Regions from separate parts of the Mus musculus genome. Here region 2 is linked to region 1. Evidence: chromatin contacts called from public promoter capture Hi-C data. All regions are on one chromosome and are shown on one strand. Each heading gives the region's core, a stretch centred on a gene start, on an enhancer-like site or on the middle of the called end of the contact. The rest is flanking DNA. Distances are from core to core; before and after follow the strand shown. Region 1 holds the start of Brf2 (BRF2, RNA polymerase III transcription initiation factor 50kDa subunit). Region 2 holds the start of Adrb3 (adrenergic receptor, beta 3).

Region 1 (5,054 bases), core at 924-3,423:
TATGGACAAGGCAAAATGTCTTTTCTTTTCTTTCTTTTTTTTTTTCCTTTTTTTTTTCTTTTTGGTGCTGGGGATTGAACCTCAAGCCTTACACATGATAGGTACATATTCTATCACCGACCTACCCCTAGCTCCAAAGCCATGCTTTTACTCAGGCTCTCTGTGCAGACCCAAACCTTCCTCTACCTCTATGCCTTTTAGTTTTTAATACACACTCAGTATGTAGGCTGGGCTGACCTCAAACTCTATCCTCCTGCCTCAACCCCAGAGTGCCGAGATTGTAGGCACACGCCACATTAACAACTGTTCTCTCGCAGCCTGCCTGACGCCAGTAACACTGAAAACAAGGACACACAGACAGACTAGGTCATCAAAACAACCATCTCAGTCGGGTGTTGGTGGCGCACGCCTTTAATCTCAGCACTTGGGAGGCAGAGGCAGGAGGATTTCTGAGTTCAAGGCAGGCCTGGTCTACAGAGGGAGTTCCAAGACAGCCAGGGCTACACAGAGAAACCCTGTCTTGAAAAACAAAAACAAAACAAAAAAGTCTTTAAGGCCACGGTGTCATAAAAGGTTGATGCTCCGGAATGGGTGGGTAGGGGAGTTGAGGGGAGGGTATGGGGGACTTTTGGGATAGCATTAGAAATGTAATTGAGGAAAATACGTAATAAAAAAATATATTTAAAAAAGAAAAGAAAAGAAAAAAAAAGGTTGATGCTCTGGGCTGGAGAGATGGCTCAGCAGTTAAAAGGCACTATTGCTCTTGTAGACGACCTGGGGTTTGCTTCCCAGCATCCACAGGGCTGCTCACGACCATCTATAACTGCAATTCCAGATGATCCAACCCCCTCTTCTAACTCCATGGGCACCAGGCATGCACATGCTGCACACACACACATACATGCAGTAAGAACACCCATACACATAATATCAAAACATTAAACAGTGACATAAATAAAAGCAAAGCTGAAATTTAAGGGGGAAAAAAGTTTGATTCTCACCTCGTTGCTGGCAGCGACTAACTTGTTCGTTTTCCCCAGTGCTTCGAGAATATGTCACTTCTGTAAAATAGCAAACAACAAATTACCCAGCTGGCCTTCGTTCACCTCCTCCTTGCCCTCTGACTGCATAAGGCCAGGGAGATTTCAAATGACTGTGTATCTACTTCTACCTCAGAGAAGATACCCATCTATGTAAAAGTAATAGGACAGAACTGTATTTTTAAAAGCTGCACTGGCAATTCTGATTTTCCAATAATTTCTCTGATACATTCACTTTTGAGGGCTGCATTAGCCAAGGGCTAGAGCAGTGGTTCTCAACCTTCCTAATGCTGCCACCCTTTAATACAGTTCCTCACGTTGTGGTGACCCCCAACCTTAACATTATTTTCGTTGCTACTTCATAACTGTAATTTTGTAATGGTTACACGAAGATTGCATTAGCTACAGAAAAAAAAGAGAATTATGAATTGCATTATGAATCATAATGTAAACCGCCTATATGCAGGATGGTCTTAGGGGACTCCTGTGAAAGATTCTGTGGACACCACGGCGGTCACCACCCACCGGTTGAGAACCGCTGTACTAGAGCAATGGCGTGGAACGCAGAGGAGAGCAAGTTGCCAATTAGTGCTAAAACCTGCTAGGAGATGATGGTTCGTGTTGTTATTTTCAAATAATTTACCGGCACTCCTTCAACACTGACTAGGTCTGACAAGACGAATGAAACCTTTATCGTTTCGTTCATTCACCAACCAATATACCCACCCAATGCCAGACACCGTTGTAGGTACTGGGAAATCAGATGGATCGCACCCTCCTCCAGCTCATCTGTTTACTTAAGCCCAATTCTCTCACATTTAACTGTGCGCATGGCCAAGAAAGGGAGGAGGCTGGAAAGAGGGAGCTGGGTTTAAGGACTCCACCGCCCAAGGCTGGCGATCCCCGGGTTCAAGACCAGTACCCCTGAAGTTGCCCTCGTCGCTAAAGGTGGTAGTTAGGACCCCTTCGGTGACCACGCAGCCGCAGTCGGAGCACACCAGCTGGCTCTGAGAATAATGCGAATCTTCCACGAGCTCGGAGGAGCCGCAATCCGGGCAGCGGCTTCCGTTCGGCATCTCGTCGGTCGGTCCAGGGCTGCGGTACCGCCGTCAGGCACAAACTCCCAGAGAACTTGTAACTGGGCAGCGGCAATAAAGTGGAGGGGCGCTTATTCCGGATGCACCATCCTCCTCCGGCCAGCTGGCCAATCGGCTGGCAGTTTGCTCCTCCCCTCGGCAGTACGCCACTTCCGATCCCTTCTGTGGACTCGGGTAGAAACCTGAGTTAGAAAGGGAGGTTCCTGGATTTAACTGTTTCTCAGGCTCTCTGGGTTTTTGTGGTTAGGCCACGTGGGGAGTTGACACAAACCACAGATGTGGAATTGTTGTCTGCAAAACACTATTTTTTAAAATATATTATCCAATTTATAATTTATTTTTTAGCCTATCATGCTTATGTAGCCCAGGCTGACCTAAAATACTGATCCTCCTGCCTCTGCCTACTACATGCTGGGATTACAGGCTTGTATTACCATGCCTGATTTAACTCCCTTCAAAAAAGTGGAACCAGTTTTTTCCTTTCTATGTAGTAAGGAACGTTAAGTTTGACCGTAGTAGAAAATAGATCACTCTGCAGTGAGAGAGCAGTAAATTGTGTTGTACTCTACGGACCTCCCCACACTAAGTTGCCGTCTCTCTTTCAAAGTCTCTCTTGTTGTTGTTGTTTTCCAACATATTTCTTTAATCCTAGCATTTAGGAGGTAGAGATTGAGCCAAGCCTGGTGTACATAATGAGTTCAGTCCAGTCAGAGCAACTTAATAAGAACATGTCTCTAAATAAATACAATAAGATGAACTAAAATCTTGAGTGGTAGATTTAAATATCTTCAGAGAATAGCATGAAAAACCATAGTTCTCTCCTCAAAGAGGATGTACAAGAGTTTATGCTAGAGCCAAAAAGGAGGACTTGAGCCCAGGAACAGATAGATACAAGTTTCTCCAAATAACACATAGAACTGTTAAGTGGTTACATGAAGATTGCATTAGATTTAGAACAAAGAGAGCCATATATCATACGATAGGGACCACTGGTAATAACATTACAGAATATGGGGAAACCCTTTCCATGGGTTTCAGATGCTATCTTCTGAATTGATGGAGGCTAGGAGTTGGTAAGAATGCATTTTAAATTGTCGGATTTTATTGTTGGTTTGATTTGGGTGTTTTGTTTTGTTTTGTACTTTAAGACAAGAGTCACTGTATATCTCTGGCTGTCTTGGAACTCATTATATATACCAGGATAGTCTTAAACTCACAGAAATCTGCCTCTCTCTACCTTCTGAGTGCTAGGATTAAAGACATTTGCTACTACATCTGGCCTTCAAACACACACATACACACACACACACACACACACACACCTCCTCTCTCCCCTTCAACTTTTGGCAAACTGGAAGCTACAGGCCGACTCAGACATGTTTAAAACCTTGAACTTTGAGCTATCCACGTGGCACGTGCCTTTAATTCTGACACTCAGAAGGCAGAGGCAGGCAGGTTTCTTTGAGTCCAAGGGCAATTTGATGTACAGAGTGAGTGCCTGGCCAGCTAGGGCTAGCTAGACCCTCTCTTAATTTTTTTTTAAGAGAGAAAAGGGGAAAACAATCTTGTATTGAACTTTAATATAACTCGCCTGTTGCCCCAGCACTTGGAAAGTAAAGGCAGGAAATCAAGAGTTAAAAGCAAGGGGCTGGAGAGATGCCTCAGGGGTTAAGAGCACTGACTGCTCTTCCAGAGGTCATGAGTTCAATTCCCAGAAACCACATAGTGGCTCACATCCATCTGTAATTGGATCCAATGCCCTCTTGTGTGTTGGTGACTGTGTACTCATATATGTAAAATAAATAAACAAATGAGAGAGAGAGAGAGAGAGAGAGAGAGAGAGAGAGCGCCAAAGGGCTGGGCGGTGGTGGCATACACCTTTTTTTTTAATTAGGTATTTTCCTCATTTACATTTTCAATGCTATCTCAAAGGTCCCCCATACCCACCCCCCCAATCCCCTACCCACCCACTCCCCCTTTTTGGCCCTGGCGTTCCCCTGTACTGGGGCATATAAAGTTTGCAAGTCCAATGGGCCTCTCTTTGCAGTGATGGCCGACTAGGCCATCTTTTGATACATGGCATACACCTTTAATCCCAGCACTTGGGAGGCAGAGGCAGGCGAATTTCTGAGTTCGAGGCCAGCCTGGTTTACAGAGTAAGTTCCAGGACAGCCAGGGCTACACAGAGAAACCCTGTCTCAAAAAAACAAAAACAAAAACAAAAAAAAAACAAAAAAGAGAAAACAAACAAACAAAAAACAGCCAAAGGAAACAAATAAAAAAGATAAAATAAAACCTGAGCTTTAAGATGCCCTAAGATTCTGACTCCAGACTTCTTAGTTTTATGTAGATCAAAGAATCCTGAGTAAAATATTGCTTTCAGTGATACCATTATAAAAACCAAATTACAAATTTGATGTGCTTAATGTGTTGGTGCCATTGTTCTGAACACCTGTGTCAGAAACTTAGTCCCCATGGAAATAGTATTGAGAGGTGGGGTCTTTGGGAAGTTACGGCCATGGTGGCTCTGCACTTAAGAATGGACCAATACAGTTTTAAAAAGGATATATTCCATTTGCCCTTAAACCTTCTGCCTTGTGAGGACATAGGATTCCATCCCTCTGAAGGATGCAGTCTTCAAGACTCTCTCTTAGAAGAGACAGCAGCCCCCACCAAACGCCAAGCTTGTGCCTTGATCTTGGGCTTGCTAGGACTGTGAGAAAAAAATTTCTAGCTTCTTATAAATGACTCAGACTTGAAAGTATTCTGTTATGGCAGCACAAATTATATAAGACGTGGTGTTATACAAATATGAGTTTAAATTAAGGAACAAAAATATTTTTAAAGGATTTATTATTTTAATTACATGTGTGTTTATGTGTGTATGTATCTGCATACCTATGTAGGTATCCTTCAA
Region 2 (5,054 bases), core at 1,008-3,507, 100 kb after region 1:
ACGGCCACCGTAGCTACACAGAAGACGACGGAAGGCGTCGCGAAAGTCCGGGCTGCGGCAGTAGATGACCGGGTTGAAGGCGGAGTTGGCATAGCCCAGCCAGTTCAGGGCGATGAAAACTCCGCTGGGAACTAGAGAGGGCCCCGCGAGTGCGCGCAGCACGTTGGCCAGGAAGAAGGGCAGCCAGCACAGAGAGAAGATGCCCATAATGAGACCTAAGGTGCGCAGGGCGCGGTGTTCCCGGAGTGGCAGGAGGCGCGCAGGCCGCCGGCCGCAGGGGGGCACTCCATCCGGTGCCGCGGGTGTCCCGCCTGTGGCAGGGGACGGAGAGCGCGACGGAGACGGCGGAGACTCCTCGGGCGAGAAGCGGCCCAGTTCCCGGCGCAGCAAATGCCGTTGGCGCTTAGCCACAACGAACACTCGAGCATAGACGAAGAGCATCACAAGGAGGGGAAGGTAGAAGGAGACGGAGGAGGAGAGCAGCGCATAGGGCATGTTGGAGGCAAAGGAACAGCAGCGCGGATTGGAGTGGCATTCCTGTGCCTCGGCATCTGCCCCTACACGCCACCACTGGCTCATGATGGGCGCAAAGGACACGGCAGCGGACACGATCCACACCAGGACAACTGCCGCGCGGGCGCGGCGCTTGGTAACCAGCGTGCCGTAACGCAAAGGGTTGGTGACAGCTAGGTAGCGGTCCACAGCCAGGGCGCACAAGGTCTCGATGCTAGCAGTTACACAGAGCACGTCCACTGACGTCCACAGTTCGCAACCAGTTTCGCCCAAGGGCCAATGGCCAGTCAGCGCCAATGTGGCCCCTGGTGGCATTACGAGGAGTCCCACTACCAAGTCAGCTGCGGCCAGTGAAGTCACGAACACGTTGGTTATGGTCTGTAGTCTCGGCGTGCGGGCGATGGCTATGATTACCAGCAGGTTGCCTCCCACCGTGGCCAGCGCCAGCAATGCCCCAGCCAATGCCGCTGCCCATGGTACTCCTGGCAACCCACTGGTGTTGGCTGCACTGGGGTCCAGGGTAGGGGCGTCCGACCACAAAGCCAGAGAGCCGTTTCTGTGAGGCCACGGAGCCATCTCGTGTGGCGCCTGGGGTGGGAAGGTTCCCCCTCCTCCCCAGACCCGCTGGCTTAGGGAAGGGGACAGTAGGGCTTGGGAGCGACTCTTCCAGCCTGGGCCATCTTCCCTAATTGCTGGGGTAAGTCTGTCAGCTTCCCTCCATCTCACCCCCCATGTACACCCTAGTTGCCGGGAGGAGTGGCTGCTTTTAAAGGAACAGCGTCCAATAGTCACAAGAGAGGCCTCTGGTGGGAATTGGAGGGTGGAGAGGGGCGTCCTGTCTTGACACTCCCTCAGCACCGGTTTCCTGGAGCTCAGCAGCTCCTTCCTGGCAGAACCTGAGGCAACCCTGCAAAGAAGAGAAACCCCCGCACCCTATCCTTTACCCAACAAGGAAGGCAACCATCCAGAAACAAACCAAAACAAAACCGAACAACCCAAACCATCCAAGATAGCCCCTCTTCTGCTTGGATGCTCTCCCTAAGGTATCTTATTGTTTGAGATAGTCTTTCTATATGTTGCCCAGATTGGTCTGGACCTCCAGATCCTTCTGCCTCAACCTCCCCAGTGCTGGGATTACAGATCTGTGCGCCACTATTCCCAACTCTAAGACTCTTTTTGTGAAGCCACCAACCAGAGGTGGCTGGCATCCTTTTCTCTCCCAGCTGATGAGATCCGTCCCCTTCCCTTTCCTCAATTTCGCTCACCCTCTGTCCCTGTCTGCTGTTTCAGTTCTTCTTCTTTTCAGTTACTGGAGACACCCGCTTGTTTCAGGAGTCACTCTAGTTTGACATGGCATCGTGTAGCTTGGGATGCTGAGGGCTTCTGGTTTCCATCTTCCTCCTGCACTGCCCAGTCCACACACCTTTCTCCTAGAAAATTTCTAGAAAAGTCCCTTCAAATTCTGAAGTGATAGACACATTAAAATGAGAGGATGGAGTTTTGGAGAGGGAGGGGTGTATCTCGGTGGTAGAGTGCATACTTAACATGCTTGAGGTCCAGCACAGAAAGAGAGAGAGAGAGACAGAGACAGAGAGAGACAGAGAGAGAAAGGATGCATTTGAGGCTGTCTAGCACAGTGGTTCTCAACCCGTGGCTTGCAGTCCCCACCGTGTTCACATATCAGATAGATATCCTGCATATCAGATATTTACATCACGAGTCAGAATAATAGTAAAATTACAATTATGGAGTAGCAACTAAAATAATGTTATGATTGGGGTCACTGCAACATGAGGCACTGTATTAAAGGGTCGCAGCCTGAGGAAGGGTGAGGACCACAGGTCTATCGCCACACTCAGTTATCCAAAGCTAATGTTTGTCACCTTCCCCATGGTAAAGAGTTCTCATCCACTTGCTGGAGATTTCTTCATAAGAAACTAGAGTCGAGGGAGTCATGTGTCTGCATGTGAACGTGTGGGTGCATCAGGTGTCTCCCTCTACTATTTTCCAGTTTATTACCTTGAGACAGGGTCTCTCACAGGGCCAGAAAGCTTTTGCGTTGGCTAGGACGGTGGAGTCTGGGCTTTTGAGATTCGCCTGCCTCTGCTTCCCAAGGCTGGCATCGTGGGTGTGTGCGGCCACATCCACCTCTTCACTTCGGTGCTGGGGATTTGAACTCAGTGCCCCTGGCTTGCAGAACAAACACTCTTACTTACTGTGCCATCTCCCGGGGCCCTCGTACTGCATATCTGGAGTGCATAAAAGGATAAGCCTGGTATTTTAATGCCTCTGAAGTTTCTTATACAGTAAGATCAGCGCCTCTGAGCCCCCTCCCTTCACCCAGACTTATAGGACCTGACCCTGTCATCCAATCTCCCAGTCAAAATTTTTCCAAATTGGATGTGGGCATGAAAGGCTTAGAAATAAGCCTCTGGGAGTTAGGGAAATGGCTAAATGAGTGAAGTGCTTGCCTTGCAAGCAGAAGGACCTGAGTTTGATGATTCCTGGGATGCGAATAAAGAAGCCTGAAGTGATGGCCTTCACATGTAATACCAGGGTTAGGGACGCCTGTCAAGACTGCTCCATGAGTTGTCTCATTTCCACCCCGAAACAATGGGGCAAAAGAGAGAAAAAAACAAATATAGTGGAAAATGCCTCCAGGGTACCCCCCTGGCATGTTCTTTTGAGTAGCTCAATATTTTAAAAGTGTCCTCTATAGCCACTGGTCCAGGCAATCCCCACGGGAGGCTGAACCAGGGGTTGGGAGTCAGAAAGGTTGGAAGGGGAAGAGAGAACCTAAAATTATCCCTGAGGAAAAAGGGCCAGCTGGGCTCCCAGGGACTCAGCAGCTCACTCACCCATGAGCAGGACTGTCAGGGGCTCTCAAGCAAAGGTTTTCCCTGTCCCATGGATGCAGCCGTCAGAGCTCCCTTCTGCTGCCCCTGCCCCTGCTCCTGTCCCAGCCATGCCAGGGTGGTGTGAAGGCTGCCTTTGGCTGTGGCTTCTTGCTGGTCATCAGGGTGATTGCACCCAAGTCAGGGTTTTGCAACACCCCAGAGCGCTGCCAGTTATCGCAAAGGGGTGTCATAAGATTCTCAGCAAGCAATCTCTAAAACAAATACATGCCATTTGGCTCTTCCCCCCACCCCACCCCCCTACCCCCAGGACATCAGAATAGGTTGGGGAAAGATATCTCCCCCAAGACATACTCAAGGGCCATCTCTGCTTTAGTCAAGGACCAAGCCCTGTTACTTGAAGAAAATGTGCAAAAATGTTTATAGTTTTGAAAAAGAGCAAGAGTCCCCAGTTGTAAGAACATACCGGTGTGTGGCAAATGATTAGTCCTGTAACCAAATATTGTGAGAATTAATGTGCTAGACCCCTGTTCCCAAATGTGCCTCCCCCATTCCTGGGAGGCAGCAGAGCCATGCCCAAGTACTCTGCCTCCTTCCTCGCCGCTCCTATTGTTTTGCTGTTTCGGTCTTTGAGATTATTCTCTCTCTCTCTCTCTCTCTCTCTCTCTCTCTCTCTCTCTCTCTCTCTCGTAATTTTATTGTAAGTTTTTAACAAACAATGTAGTCATCTTGTTCAACCATCACAATATAGAAAATGTAGATAACAGAAAGTGACTTCCATCCCGAGGTTCAATTCCTCAACAAGTAACTGCTATCGGATCTTATTAATCTTTCCAATAACATTTTATTGAGAGATAACTCAGGATGTAAAAGCATACTCTTTTTGCCTTTGTTTTCCACATGACTGTATCTCAGCCTGTGCTTTTAAGTTTTAACATAACTATATGACCTTAACTTATGACCCTTCTAGATGAACACACAAAAGATACCCATTTTTAGTATGAATGGACATAAAACTAGTCATCTACAAGTGGACACCTGATTTCCTGTCTTTATCCATAGATGATGTTGCAGTGTATAATTAATACCCTAGTCCTTTCATTCTTTTGCAGATGTATTTGTTTCTATGAACAGAATTGTTATAAATAAGGCATACATACACTTGTACGTTTAGAAGTCATTGCTCCATTTTTCTCCCCAGACAATATGTCTGTTTCCAACCTCACTATCACTTTTGGTGGCCAGCTGGGGGTTGCAAGCCAGTGGCCTGATGCCTCTGGGAAGCCATCCTAATGGCTAGGCCTCCGGGAATTAGCATTGCCTGTTCTGTAGAGGTCGTCCAACTCTGGATAGACACATACATTGCCCAGAGAGAGCGTTGCTCAGGCCCAGTCCCCCATGACCTTTGTTTTATGCCCTTGGAGGCAATCATAGTGAGTGTGGGCCCCTAAGATGCTGATGGTGGACCCCCAAGTTAGAAGCCCCAAGGATGTGTCTGGAAGAATAGCAATCTGTGGTGAGCAGAGGCAGCAGCCACTTGGTGGACAGAAGTTCTTAAAGTAGGAAGTTTTGTCCTGGAGAGAAGGCAGAAGCTGTGGTTCCATGGACATTGACACGGGGTGCTTGTATATGTATTTACACGACACGGCAGTAAGAAACCCACGAAGGCTTATGTGACTGTGGCCC

What was found. Capture Hi-C pulls out chosen DNA fragments and counts their contacts.
Region 2: a promoter capture Hi-C map of pancreatic islet shows a contact between it and region 1. The contact joins the promoter of Adrb3 here to the promoter of Brf2 in region 1. A contact is called at or near these places in 11 of 39 promoter capture datasets (the 3T3-L1 cell line, 3T3-L1-derived adipocytes, the C10 cell line and 6 more), 1 of 15 datasets of contacts at CTCF or cohesin (embryonic stem cells), 7 of 115 datasets of contacts at active chromatin or transcription factors (CD8 T cells, embryonic stem cells, epiblast stem cells and 2 more) and 3 of 9 other capture datasets (adipose tissue, liver and pancreatic islet).

What each region holds. Positions count from the first base shown.
Region 1 is chr8:27,126,459-27,131,512 of GRCm38.p6, forward strand. Brf2 (BRF2, RNA polymerase III transcription initiation factor 50kDa subunit) reads right to left here and starts at 2,174. Exons shown (of 4, transcript NM_025686.2): 1 at 1,963-2,174; 2 at 1,002-1,061. The coding sequence starts at 2,116.
Region 2 is chr8:27,227,331-27,232,384 of GRCm38.p6, forward strand. Adrb3 (adrenergic receptor, beta 3) reads right to left here and starts at 2,258. Exons shown (of 4, transcript NM_013462.3): 1 at 1,779-2,258; 2 at 1-1,420. The coding sequence starts at 1,089. Gm45470 (a long non-coding RNA gene) reads left to right here and starts at 2,079. Exons shown (of 3, transcript XR_001778544.2): 1 at 2,079-5,054.